Regions from separate parts of the Rattus norvegicus genome. Here region 2 is linked to region 1. Evidence: chromatin contacts called from public Hi-C data. All regions are on one chromosome and are shown on one strand. The core of a region is the stretch at or near the end of the contact, and the rest is flanking DNA. Distances in the headings are between cores, read along the strand shown.

Region 1 (6,304 bases), core at 1,574-4,073:
AACATTTTTATATGAGTACCACTACCCATTTCAAACAACAAAAACAATCGTGGATAGCTGGAAAGATAGACCAAAAAAAAAAAAAAAATGCATGGCCTGCAGTCACCTCTATGTGCCTGTGTTCCAGGTGGTTTAGGATTCAACCCACACATTCTGAGTGAAATGTTGGAGCGATTATCCAAACTCTTCAGCTCAGAATAATTCCACACCCCCTAAAAATTTCCAAATAATTATGGTAAATCTGAGGTGGGAGGTTTTGCTTGAATTATCTAGATAATTGCTTCAATTCTCCACTTCCTTTTGGAGAGACAGGCATGGTTTCCAGTCAAAATTCAAATATCTTTTTTTTTTTACAAAAATAAACATGTTGTCTTCAAAAACGTTTTTAAGAAAGAAACTCTTGGGCGGAGGAGGGGTGGACTGGGAAGAAAATCGGAGTAGTGGGGAGAAAAATCTAAGTATCTGGGAAAGAGAAATTGAAACAGCCACGAGGTCACCAGGTATATGAACGTTTTACTTTATTGGGTGCTAGGTTGAGTAGCCAATACTCAGTCAGCAGTTAAGAAAATGCGACGATAGATTCGCCGGGAACGCTGAGCGTCTCCCCGGTGAATCATCTGCTCTTGTTTCATTCAGACTGGGTGCTTAAATGAGCCTAATTACAACTCGTGAGCGTTCTCAATGGAAGTTCTCATTCTAGAGAGCGGGGGAGGGGGATAGCGGAGGGGGGTGCTTAGAAACTTCCATTGGATATTAGCGCCAGTGGGCACTTAGAGCAAACACATCGGAAACACATTTTTCTTTGTGAACTCGGCCTTAACTCAAAGGTAAAAACTCCCAGCCACCTCCGGATCCCATTGCGTTTTCCTTTAGACTTTGGGGGAGGGGGTACGATTAGTAGAATTCAGAAAACCTGGGTGGCTGGTGGGGAGCAAGGGGGTAGAGCGGAGACTTCCTGGGAGGTGTAAAACAGGATCCAAATGCACTGTAAAGTGTCGCTAAGGGCAGAGCGGGAAAACTCGGAGGCCTCTAGATTAGTTTGTTTCCTTTGATGTTTTCCAAAAGGTACACTCCTCATTTTCCTAAAACACACCAGCAAACATTCTTCGATTTCCCACCTAGCGCTTTGGGGGCAATTTGGGACTTTAGGATTATTTTCTAATCCGCTCGAGGGAGGCGATTTAAAGCAAAATTAGAAATGAGATTTTTTTTTTTTAAGGCCGGGAAGGGAGTTTAACTGTTCTCAATAGACGCGTCCCTAGGCTTGGAAATTACTACGGACGCCCCAACCCCCGCCCGCCCGCCCGCCCGCCCCCGGCCCTGAGCGCAACGCACAGCTCTGCAATAGCCGGCTGCACGCTTAATTAGTTGCATCCGCAGACAAAACCCTCCATTCCGCGGGGTCCTGGGTGCCCCTCGACCATCCCTTCCCAGCCCCCAGCCACTCGCCAAGGAGGACGCTAAAACTTAGGCTGCTCAGAGGCGCGGGATCAAGGAGCCAACGGGGGACCCGGCTCCTGGCGGGAAGCGACCCTAGCTACTGTGCACTCTCCTTCCAAAGCTCCCTGGGCGAAGCGCGTTTCCCGGGCCCGCGGGGGCCTGGGATCCCCCGGGCTCCCCTTCCCCGCCAGCCCGGAAGGCTTCAGCAGCTCGGCGGGCTTTTAAAGATCCCGAGGAGCAACCGGAGGGCAGTAGGCTCCGCACGCGTTCTTTGTCGGGAGGGCGCGAGCCTTGGGCCATGGAGTGTGGGGAGGGCACCGAGGAGACAGCCGAGGCGCACCAGCCTCCTGCGGAACGGCGGCCCCGAGAAGCTGGAGGAAGCCGCGGGACTCAGAGCCTCCGACTCGCCGCGTCCTGACCCTCCTGAACGCCCCAGTCGCCCGGTCGCCAAAAGCGGCTGACAAAGCGACGCTTTTAATCCGTGGGACCCCAGAGGCTCGTTGTCCCCCCAGCCACGCCGCGCCGCTCCAGGACTGCTCACAATAGCGAAAGTCCCGGTCCACGCCTCGCGCGACCCTACCTCCCGCCCGGTGGCTGCAGCGAGCCGCGGGACCCCCAGCTCCTGGAGCCTTGGGGCGCGGGGACAAGGGAAGACTGCGCGGGGACATGGGAAGACTGCTCTGCTCACTCGCCAGGGGGACTCAGTCTCCCGCCCACCTACACCCGGGTGGCGGGCGGGCTAGCTTGCGCCGCCGTGGCCGCTGCGCTCCCGCGCTCCGGTCGCCCGGCGTGTCGCGGGGCCCCGGGGCAGAGGCGTCGCGGGTGGGCTGAGTGGCCCCTCCGCGCCGGCGTACTGACTTGCGGCTGCTTCCTGGGTCGGCCGCGTCCTCGCTTCTGTGGCGCCGGGGTGGCAGGTTGTCCCTGGGCTGATGTGGACGGCTGCCCGGCGCCCTCACCGCGTGCGCTCATCCTGCCTCCCGCCGCCGCTACCGCTGCCTCCGCCGGTACCGCCGCTGCAGCCGCTCGGCCTCCGCTGCCTCGGATCCGCCCAACACCTTTCGGGAGACGGGATGGAGAGAGCTGGAGAGGGCAGGGGCGGCGAGAGCGGGCGAGCTGGCGCGCGCTGGGGGCTGCTGCTGCTTAGGCTGCCGCCGCTGCCACCACCAACACCGGACGTCCAGCAGCTGCCAAAAAGAGAGAGGGGAGGGAGGAAGAGTGGAGGAGGAGGAGAGGAGGAGGAAAGGAGGAGGAAAGGAGGAGGCGCTGCGGGCGGTGGGTGGCGGAGGTGGAGGTGGAGGTGGAGGTAGCGAGAGGAGGCGGGAAGCGAGGGAGAGGGAGAGTTGGAGGTGGAGAGGGTTCCTCTCTCCGCTACGGCTCGGGAGTTGTGGGTACTGGGACGCTCGGCAGCGGCTTGGAATGGGAAGAGACTTGGAGTGAATTGTGTCCCTTGAAATGTTAGGCGGGGAAAGAATTCCTCCTCCTCTCCCCCACCCCAGAGGGAGAGAGGGAGAGGGAGGGAGAGAAGAAAGGAGGGGGGAGGGAGACAGAGACACGGAGAGACACAGGGAGAGGGACAGAGACAGAAAAACACAGAGAGAAGACAGACGGGGAGACAGAGACAAAGAGACAGAACGAGACAGAAACAGAGACTGTGCGGTCAGAAAGCAAGGAGAGAGTGGGAAGGTTCTGCCGGGATCCAGTGGGGCACTCAGCTCTACTCCAGCAAGGAACAGAGCAGTGGGTGGCACCGCGCCTCCTCGGGTGGCGGGGTCAGGCGGCGGCGGCGGCCCTGCCGAGACGCAGAGGGACAAGCTGCTGGCCTCTGCGTTCTGCACCCGGAGCGCCCAGCCCGGGATGCAAGTTTTCTGAGTTACTGCCCCGGATCCAAGGGGGATGAGTGTGTGCGTGTGCTCGCGCGCGGGTGTGTGTGTATGTGTGTGAGTGTGTGTACGCGCGCTTGCACTTGCGGAGGAGGTGGCGGGAGTGGGGAGTGCCCACCTCTGATCGTGGGTGGATAAAGGGGAGGGGGCTGCAGGAGAAGCAAGGGGAGGGGGCAGGCCAGGCCAGGCGGACCGCCGAGCCGAGGCGCCTGGCCGCCGGCCAGAGGCAACGTTCGAAACACAACTGCCTGGGCAGCGGCGGAGGCGGCGGAGGCGCCCGGGTGCCACCCGGAGCCCTGGCTCACATGCTCCCGCCTGCAGTGGGGTTAAAGAGACAGGGCTTAGACTCGCCGCCGGAGGCCACCCCTGGGCGGTTGTCCTAGGAAGGAAAGAGAAAATGACCATCTCAGAGTTACCCTAGGAAGCTTGGCCTCTACCTGCGCTTCCACCGAGCCGTGCCCGAAGTTTCCAGAAGCATTCAGGGTCAATCGCCGCTGTCTAGTATTTCAGCCCCGGGGAATGGGTGGCCAAGGAGTCGGAGCGCCACCCCACCCCCCATCCCCGACTCTGCTCCACTGAGAAGAGCCCTCACCCCAGAGCGCACGGGCCGGCGCACAAACACAGCGTGCACGAAGATACACGCGCCCACGGGTGTGACCGCAGACATGCTTGCACGCAGATGCACGTGTGCGCGCACACACACTTCACTGGTAAACACGCACGAAAACTCCTGCCCATCCACACTTCCAGGCACACGATGGTGCCAGCAATTACATTCTCAATAAATGCACACATTTGCACACCGTACACAGGAACATCGAGCGTGCCAGCTTCTTCGTGGAGCTTTTTTCCCCTCCGGGACTGACTACTGGAGCAGACGCTGTGCACCCATGTTCGAACGCCTATAGAGTATAAAAAATATTACAGATTCCTTACCCCTCCTCCGCACCAATTGCCTAGCTCTTCCTGAAGTTTACCTTTATTTTAACCCTCTCCCTCAGAATTCCTTTCTGCCAAATCCTAATTTTATAGTCTGGGCTGTTTCTAAGTTATGCGAGCACCATCGTGACCACAGTCGGATTTTGAAAGTCGTAGAACGTTCTAAAATGTACCTCTTTTTCATCCTTGAATAACACAAAACTGAAAGGGGAAGAAAAGGAAAATCTTAGGGTCAGATTTTCACACATCACACCCAAAATTGTGTTGGACTGACTCCAAAATAAAAATGTTCACTCGGTGAAGAATTTTTTTTCTTACAAAGATATAGACCACCCTGGAATAAAAACGCCTTCTTTACAGCCCTAAACCCAGGATCTAGTCTCTGCTAGGTTCCGCTGTACTTGAGGCACGTATAAATGTCGGCTTGGGCGCGACCGTGCTGATTGGTCAACGTTGCCGTTTTAAATCCCTTTCCAGCTGCCCTCTGCAGAGTTGGGACACTTCACATTGAGTGCTCTGCAGGAACCCAGGGCTGGCGTTGAGTCTGGGAACGCTTAGCTCTGATGGAGAGGAAGAGCCCCCCATACCTCCAGATGGAGCCCAGCAACTGAATGACGAGGGAGGGGTCTAACAGGAACCCAAGGTTTTGTCAGGGCTTGGGTGAAAGATGGTATCTTCATCAAAGGGGCTGAAATTTCACCTTCTCACGAGTGCACTGACATTTCCTAGCCGAGGAGTTTGCACGTTTCCTCTGTGTGTGTGTGTGTGTGTGTGTGTGTGTGTGTGTGTGTGTGTGATTGCACTTACTTTTTGATGCGTGCATTTTACATACATGCATAATATAGGCTTCTGTTTTGATTTTTGTTTGGTTACGATTTGCCAGAAGGACAGGCAAAGTTTTAGGGGATGGATTTAAGCAACAGTCACCCAGGATTTCAGTCAGCTAATTTTATGCTGAGAATCACATTATCTCCCTGGATCTTTGTTTGTTTGTTTGTTTAAAGCACAAATGCTAGCAAGAGATTCCCACCCCGGGTGGGGTGAGATGGCACTGGCGAGCTTTGAACTGGTTGTTGTGTGGCTAGTGTGTGTGTGTGTGTGTGTGTGTGTGTGTGTGTGTGTGTGTGTGTTGGTTTTAGGTTTTGCTTTGGGTTTTTTGTTGTCATTGTTGTTGTTTTGCATTAACCTAGAATCTAAGAGAAGCGCATAAAAATTGGGACATCCAGTCAATTGTTTTCATTCCATTTCGTTCTCAGATGTGAGCCCTTTTGAGTTTATAGAGACAAGGATATAAACAAGTTTTTCCTTAGATTTTATCTAGTTAGCCTTATACATTGTTATTCTTTGATGCCTAATCCTTTCAAGTTACTGTATACTTCTTTTCTTTTAGGCAAAGCATAAAAGCTTGTTTTAAAATTATCAAGATTTTATTATTGAAGTGGTATCTTTATATGACAGTTTTTAAATTAAGCTCAATGGTTATATTTTTGTCTTGAGGAAACATTTTCTCATTCACATTTAAGTTTAATCCCCAAATTTAAGTTTCTCGATCGTTCGGTCCTCTCTATCCTCTCTGTAGCAATCATTCATTCCAGGTTGAGCTTTTCTACACTAAATCACTCCTTTTCTCCTTCACCTGCCATCAAACCGAGTATCAGCACACTAGGTGTATGTCAATAAGCCTTCTCCTGATCTGTGACACAGACTTTAGACTGAAGTTTAGCTCAGGCAAGGAAGTGCATTAGTGGTTGGTAAAATCCAACAAGAGGACTCAGAACACAGTTTTAAAAATAACTGAGATACTATAGAAAATTTGGGTCCAAGTGTTTCTCATTGAATTCTCTGCACAAGCATAAAATTGCTCTAAGATCTCCTACTCCATGCTTTACATGCTTTACAGACTGGGGTGCACCTGGGGAAGTGGTGGCACGTGCCTTTGATCCCAACACTCAGGAGGCAGGCACAGGCAGATCTTTTCCAGTTCAAGGCCAGCCTGGTCTACAGAGCAACCCTGTCTTGGGGGAAGGTGGGGAGAAAGAAGAAAA
Region 2 (6,093 bases), core at 1,876-4,375, 410 kb after region 1:
CCATGACAACTTCAGCCCTCTTGAGCGCACCATTCCCAGCACCCCCTGATGTGCCCAGATTTCCTTACTTCCTCGCTTCTTCCACTTGCCCTTGTCTTCCCCCCGCGACCCCCACAGACCACGTGTTTCCTGCCACACATCCCTCATTTCTATCTTCATGTCTTGCTCGCGCTACTTCATGTTCTGAAATTATCCCCGCTTCAGGCCACGCAGTTAGCCGCTGCTCAAGCTCTGTGACCACCCATCTCCCTTGTGGGAACCTCCTAAGCTCCGGAGTCCCAGATCACTGTGCTCTGGTTCCCTACTCGGCCCAAGGCAGTCATGTCCAGTCTAGCCATAGCGTAATAGGGTCAGCGAGCCTCATACGGTTTTATTTCTCTCTACTTGTTGAAAAAAAAAAAATCAACTGAGCTGGAGAGCTGGCTCAGAGGTTAAGAGCACCGTCTGCTCTTCCAGAAGTCCTGGGTTTAATTCCCAGCAACCACATGGTGGCTCACAACCATCTGTAATGGGATCTGGCGCCCTCTTCTGGTGTGGCTGAAAACGACAGTGTACTCGCACATAAAATAAATAAATTAAAAAAAAAAAATACAAAAAACTAAAGAGGACCAGCAAAAAGAAAGAAAAACCAGTCAACTGAGTCTTGTTTATCATTGTATCCTTACTACTCACGATGTATATTCATGTATTTGATTCTTAGTGTTTAATTTTAAATTCTCTACCCAATATATGGATAAAGATGTATACAGTAAGGCGACTATATTAACTTAGATGGTATGGACACACAGTGAAAGTTTGAATTTTCCTCTTCCCTTTAAGTGCTTAAAAATCACATTTTAAAAAAAGCATAGTGTTTCTAACTTATCTTATTTTGCAAAAATTATTTATTTTATGTTTGAGAGTACACTGTAGCTGTCTTCAGACACACCAGAAGAGGGCATCAGATCCCATTACAGATGGTTGTGAACCACCATGTGGTTGCTGGGAATTGAACTCAGGACCTCTGGAAGAGCAGTCAGTGCTCTTAACCACTGGGCCATCTCTCCAGCCCCAGTGGTTCTAATTTCAGAACCAGTTTGAAACATGCTATATTCTTTCTGTTTATTTGGTTCTTGTTAATTGGAAACCTTTCTTCTTAGCTGCAGTCTAAGTAACACACTTGCCTTAAAGTTCTCACTTCCCCTAAAGGACAGCCACATGTGCCGTGAGAAGCTTGGCATTCCCTTAACAAGCTGAATGTTCTGCCCCGTGTGCGCTGACTTGCAGATGTGTACAGGATGTGCTGGAGAACAAGAAGACACCAGGAAATATCAGTGACAAGTGCATGCTGGGCAGGGAAACTGGGCGGTGTCTCTAATTCAGAGTAGAGTGAGGGTTTGTAACCAATTTCCATCTTTAAATTAGGGTCCAACTAAAAGAGCTGAAGTTTAGTAAAACATGCTGGTGTACCATTTCCCGCAGCAGAAATACCCACTCAGCCCGGCACCCTACAAAGGACAGTATAACAGTCAGCAACCTGAGGGGAGCCCACAGGCTCTCAGGGCCACGGGCTGACTCTTCGTCACCAAGTGCAGCAGGTTGAAGGCGGACATCGCTGTGGTATCCTCAGCAACACACCCGGAGGCAAAGGCAGCAGCGACAGCTGAGTAGGAGACAGAAAACAAAAAACAACGGATTAAAACCTCGAGACCTTTAAGCGCGCTCATCGAACAACTGATGGTTTGTGTTTATCTAGGGTGAGCACATTCACAGTCGATAATAAGCCACGGTGCGCCGGTTTCAGACGCACAGCTGACTCGCAGTCATCAAGAGTTCCTGCACTATGCCAAGGAGCCTGGTTGTATCCCCAATACGTATATGAGTGAAATTGAGGCTCACAGATCCAAGAGCACAGAGCAAACACAGGGTGGAATGCTTGCTTGACAGCAGAGCCAGAATGTGTCCTTACGGAGAGACTTGTCCTTTAAGACAAGGAAAAAACAAAAAACCTTAAGGACAGCTATGAGTCTTCACAAACTGTCAATTTTGAATAAGACGCAGGGAACGTGCCCTTTTGTTCGATTTTATGATTTATACCTTCTACATAAAATTCTGTGAGTAGAACTCATGACCCAACATTGAAAGGGGTAATATATATATATATATATATATATATATATGTGTGTGTGTGTGTGTGTGTGTGTGTGTGTGTCTTACTGAAGTCTTTGGAAATGAGTCATGTAGAAGAATCCCCAACTTATATGATATCAGGACTTCAGACAAAAATCCCAGCTTGTGGGATGTGCATTAGCAACACAGGGCCCTGGTTGGTGCGTAAACATCTCACCCAGGCCCTGACTGGTGTGGACTAACTTCAGATGAATGTGGAGAAGACTCAGTGATTATCAATCTCTCATGTTTTCTTCAAAATCACCACGTTAAGGAACTTCAACCGCCAAATGTCCAAAGACGGGATGAAACTAACGTCCCGCTCATTTCCTCACCGCCACCTCCTCCATTCCCCACCCCAAAATAAAAGTCTTTTCCTGGACTCTCCTGACCCCCTTGAAGAGAAAATCTGTAATAAACAGTAATATATTTGACCAAATCACTCTGGAGTATATCTGACCGAAATCTGCTTGTATTAACGTGCCTGAACTCTGACTCCCCCAAACTAAACTCACTACAGAACTAAAACATTTCTGTGTTCCTAACTGAAGGTAAGGGGGTGGGGGTGGGGGTGGGGTGCTTAAGAATCACAATGCACAGCCTGAGAGAACCGTTAGACATAAATAAAGATGTCATTTTCACGAGTGACTGCGGAGCAGGCAAAGACTGCATGCCTTTGTAGCAGACTACTGGCTAATAAAAGATCAAAGGTCTATACCTCACAACGCCATAAATAAAAATGTAGGTTTTTTTTTTCTTTTTTCCATGAGACCCTTCCCCGTGAGGGATAAAGTATGTGCGGTAAATGTAATTACTTAGCAAAGCTGCGGCCTCTCTGTGCTCCCGCAGCTGACCATAAAACGTCTTCCTATTCTGTTTCATCAACCGCTGTACCAGGCTCCCTAGGCGCCTACGGATCACTGTGGCCATCTGGCTTGTGTCAAAGCCAGCACACAGGAAGAAAGGCGGTGACGTCACCCCGCAGGTCAGGCAAAGAACAAAGATGCCGTCTACAATTAAAAGCCAAGGACTGCAAATACCAGAGGCTCAAAGTGACTGTGATTTAATAGTCCATCCTCGCTGCCTTTTTCCTACCCACATAGCCAGAGCGCCATCTAGTGGCAAATTGGTTTTGCCCGGTTTGGGGGCGCTTAAGCTGCTTTGTTTCCATTTTGGTGTTTAAAGTCGACCCTAGAAGTGCCACACTAGGGTCCACACGGTAAAGCAACGGACGTTATTACTGCCACAGCCACCTTGTCTTTTCAGATGCCGAAGAACGACAGAGCACAACCTGTCGTGGTGTGAGCCACCCGCAAATCTCGCCTTTTATAGGCTGGGAACTGATAAGACCTCAATTATGTTAACGCTCACAAGTATGTTAGAAAAGGCAGGCAAGTTTACAGAATGCTTGCACAGTGAGAATGTATGTCTGAGCCACAGACCGAGGGGCAGGTCTAAAGATTGCTGCCGCCCGTGTCTGCATGCCCTGCAGCTCCATCAGACAGGGAATGTGCCTTTAGTGTGTGCCATCCAGGGACAAGACCATGGTCACAATATTTGGGGGGGGGCTAAGGTTTTGAGGGAAGAGAGAAAGAGCATGTGTATTTTTCTCACACTTGCAATAAAGAGCAGACACAGATGACAGACATAAAACACACAGCCCATTTCCAGGAAGATGGCCATCACTGGGGATGTGGGCAAGCTTTGTTGCTGAACTGGCTGGCTGGACCCCAGCTAGTATCTGTAACTCCTTGTATGTATGACCTTGGACAAGTCACTTACCTTTGCTTCCCCAACTCTAAAGTGACCATTAAATAAAGCAATCAGTTAAAAGGACCCCTAACAACTCCTAGTATGTGGCATGTGTTCAGAAAAAGTTAGCTGTCAAATATTTGCCATGTTTAACATTACATGAATTGGAAAGTTACGTTTACGAAAAAATAAAATTTCCAACCGCACATTCTGATCCTGGCTTCCCCTCGCCCACCTCTTCCCAGCTCCTCCCCACCTCCCCACCCATCCAACTCCATGCCTTCTTCTTGTGTTTCTCACCATATCTTATCCCACCCCATGGTCCTGCTGGACCCAACGCCCATCACCGCCCCCCCCATCCCGGAACAAGCCAACTGTTCCTACTAATTCCAGGTCTCTCTTTCGAGTCCGTGCTCTCCAATACCTTTTCCCACCACCGCCGGGAATCACAGCATAGCTTTTCCAGCGCTCACCCTACAGAGCACCCGATGATGAGCTATCCTACAGCAATTTCCAGGATACTGGTGAGTTTTCATCTTTACCTCTTCTAAATTAACACTGCCAGGAAGGGAGGGGATTTTTTTTTCATTTTTGTACCCCACTACCCAACACATGACAACCAAGCACTCATTCACTTACTGAGTAGAAGACTCAATGCCAACGATTAACCTACGAATCCAGCTGTTCAGGGCATCTCATTTCCAATGTTGTCTCTGCCAGTTGCCTTGCTAACGATGCTTACAGGAATTAAAATCCATTATAGTGCACTTGCCAGCCAGGGATAGAACAGGTTGGGAGGCTGAAGAGCATCCCCACTTAAAATTCAAAGATAACTCAACTGCCCTATGATTTTCAAAATTTTCTGCTTTCCTACTAATACCCCTACTACCTCAGAATTCTAACGTCCAGATCATGACTGAACTCAGTGTGCTGGTGGTTTTGGTTTGGATCCTCCCTGACTCCCTCTTTTCCTCTGTGTCTGAAGTTGAACAAAGTACTAGCCAGAGAGAGAGCATTACCAGGGAATGCAGAGAATTCGCCAAGCTGATAATTAGTTCCAGATAGAGCTGACTGTGCCCATGGACTTGAAATGTCAGCCCCGAAGGTCGGATCCCTCGCCAACAAACGCAAAGAACTGTGCACATGAGCGGTTTTCACGAGCTGGTAAAAACGCTCTCCCCGCCAAATGACAAAAGCCAATGACAAATTAGAATGTTGTCAAGGACAATTTTTAAAAACATAACACTCAAATATCACCACAATCTTCTTCCTCTCCAGAAAGAAAAGGTGTGCAGACAGTGAGAACCAGGAAAGGAATCTTAAAACAAAGACCATTGTTGACAGAAAATGCTCCACTGATGGGTGTAGTCTCGAACCACCACTTTCCCCATTTCCTTTAGCAGAAAAGTTACCATGGGTCTGGAACCTCTAACTATAAAGTTCTATTGGAAACATTGTTCTCATTGGCACTGGGCCTGACACACACTTTATGTTCAACTGTTATTGGCTGAATGGACGGGCATCTCCTTTAGCTGCTGACTCATGAAGTCAGCAGCGGGATAGGTCGAGGTGGTGCCACCACTGCCAAGCAGAGTCTACTGGGATGCACAGAAGCCTGGGTTTTAAGAACGCCCCAGCCCTCCAAACCATTTCCAAATTAAAATTAGGGAGGTTGAGACCCGATGCTTTAAAATGCACCACAGTGCAAAACACACCTATGCATTGTTCTAACAGGGCCGTTGGTGTCATGGTTTATACCTTCTATTTCACATATGTATTTCAGCTACATGTTCTTCCTTTCTCTTCACATGGGTTTTAGAGATCTGAGCTCAGATAGCCTGCTATTTTTCTTCATATATAAAAAGCATCAGCAAGACAGAAAAAAAAAACCCACATAAAGCAGTTTAATTCTTATGTAAATGAAAATACTTCAGAGGGTGGACGGCTGGAGACTGAACTTACCTAGGACCCTGGCCCTCATAGGCAATCGTTCAGTCACCACGCTTCATCCCAGACATTTCTGTCGCTTTTTATGTGAAACAGGGTCTCGCTGGCCTTTAACACAGTCTGTAGCCGTGGCAGGACTCGACCTCGTGCCCCTCAGCCTCCCCGGGGAGCAGTTCAGTTCCGGTTTTTCAGTTATTTCTTTTCTGCTGTTCTGATTTTTCTTTTCGAGTCCTGAGATCACACTAA

Evidence for each region. A called contact is a pair of places that touch in the nucleus more often than the background predicts.
Region 2: a contact with region 1 is called in a Hi-C map of the A7r5 cell line, with 5 times the contacts expected there. The contact joins the enhancer-like site here to the promoter of Hmga2 in region 1. A contact is called at or near these places in 2 of 12 Hi-C or Micro-C datasets (the A7r5 cell line and the Rat2 cell line).

The regions. Positions count from the first base shown.
Region 1 is chr7:57,877,518-57,883,821 of GRCr8, forward strand. It overlaps Hmga2 (high mobility group AT-hook 2), which reads right to left and starts at 2,824. Exons shown (of 5, transcript NM_032070.2): 1 at 2,299-2,824. The coding sequence starts at 2,409.
Region 2 is chr7:58,285,981-58,292,073 of GRCr8, forward strand. It overlaps Msrb3 (methionine sulfoxide reductase B3), which reads right to left. Exons shown (of 7, transcript NM_001398959.1): 2 at 1,517-1,642. The coding sequence starts at 1,592. Among named protein-coding and RNA genes, the nearest start is that of Msrb3, 22 kb to the right of the region's middle. Within about 2 kb of position 3,126, at least 9 of the 93 cell types and tissues checked have an H3K27ac peak or open chromatin away from gene starts, as enhancers often do. A contact at or near this core is called in the A7r5 cell line, where this site is marked.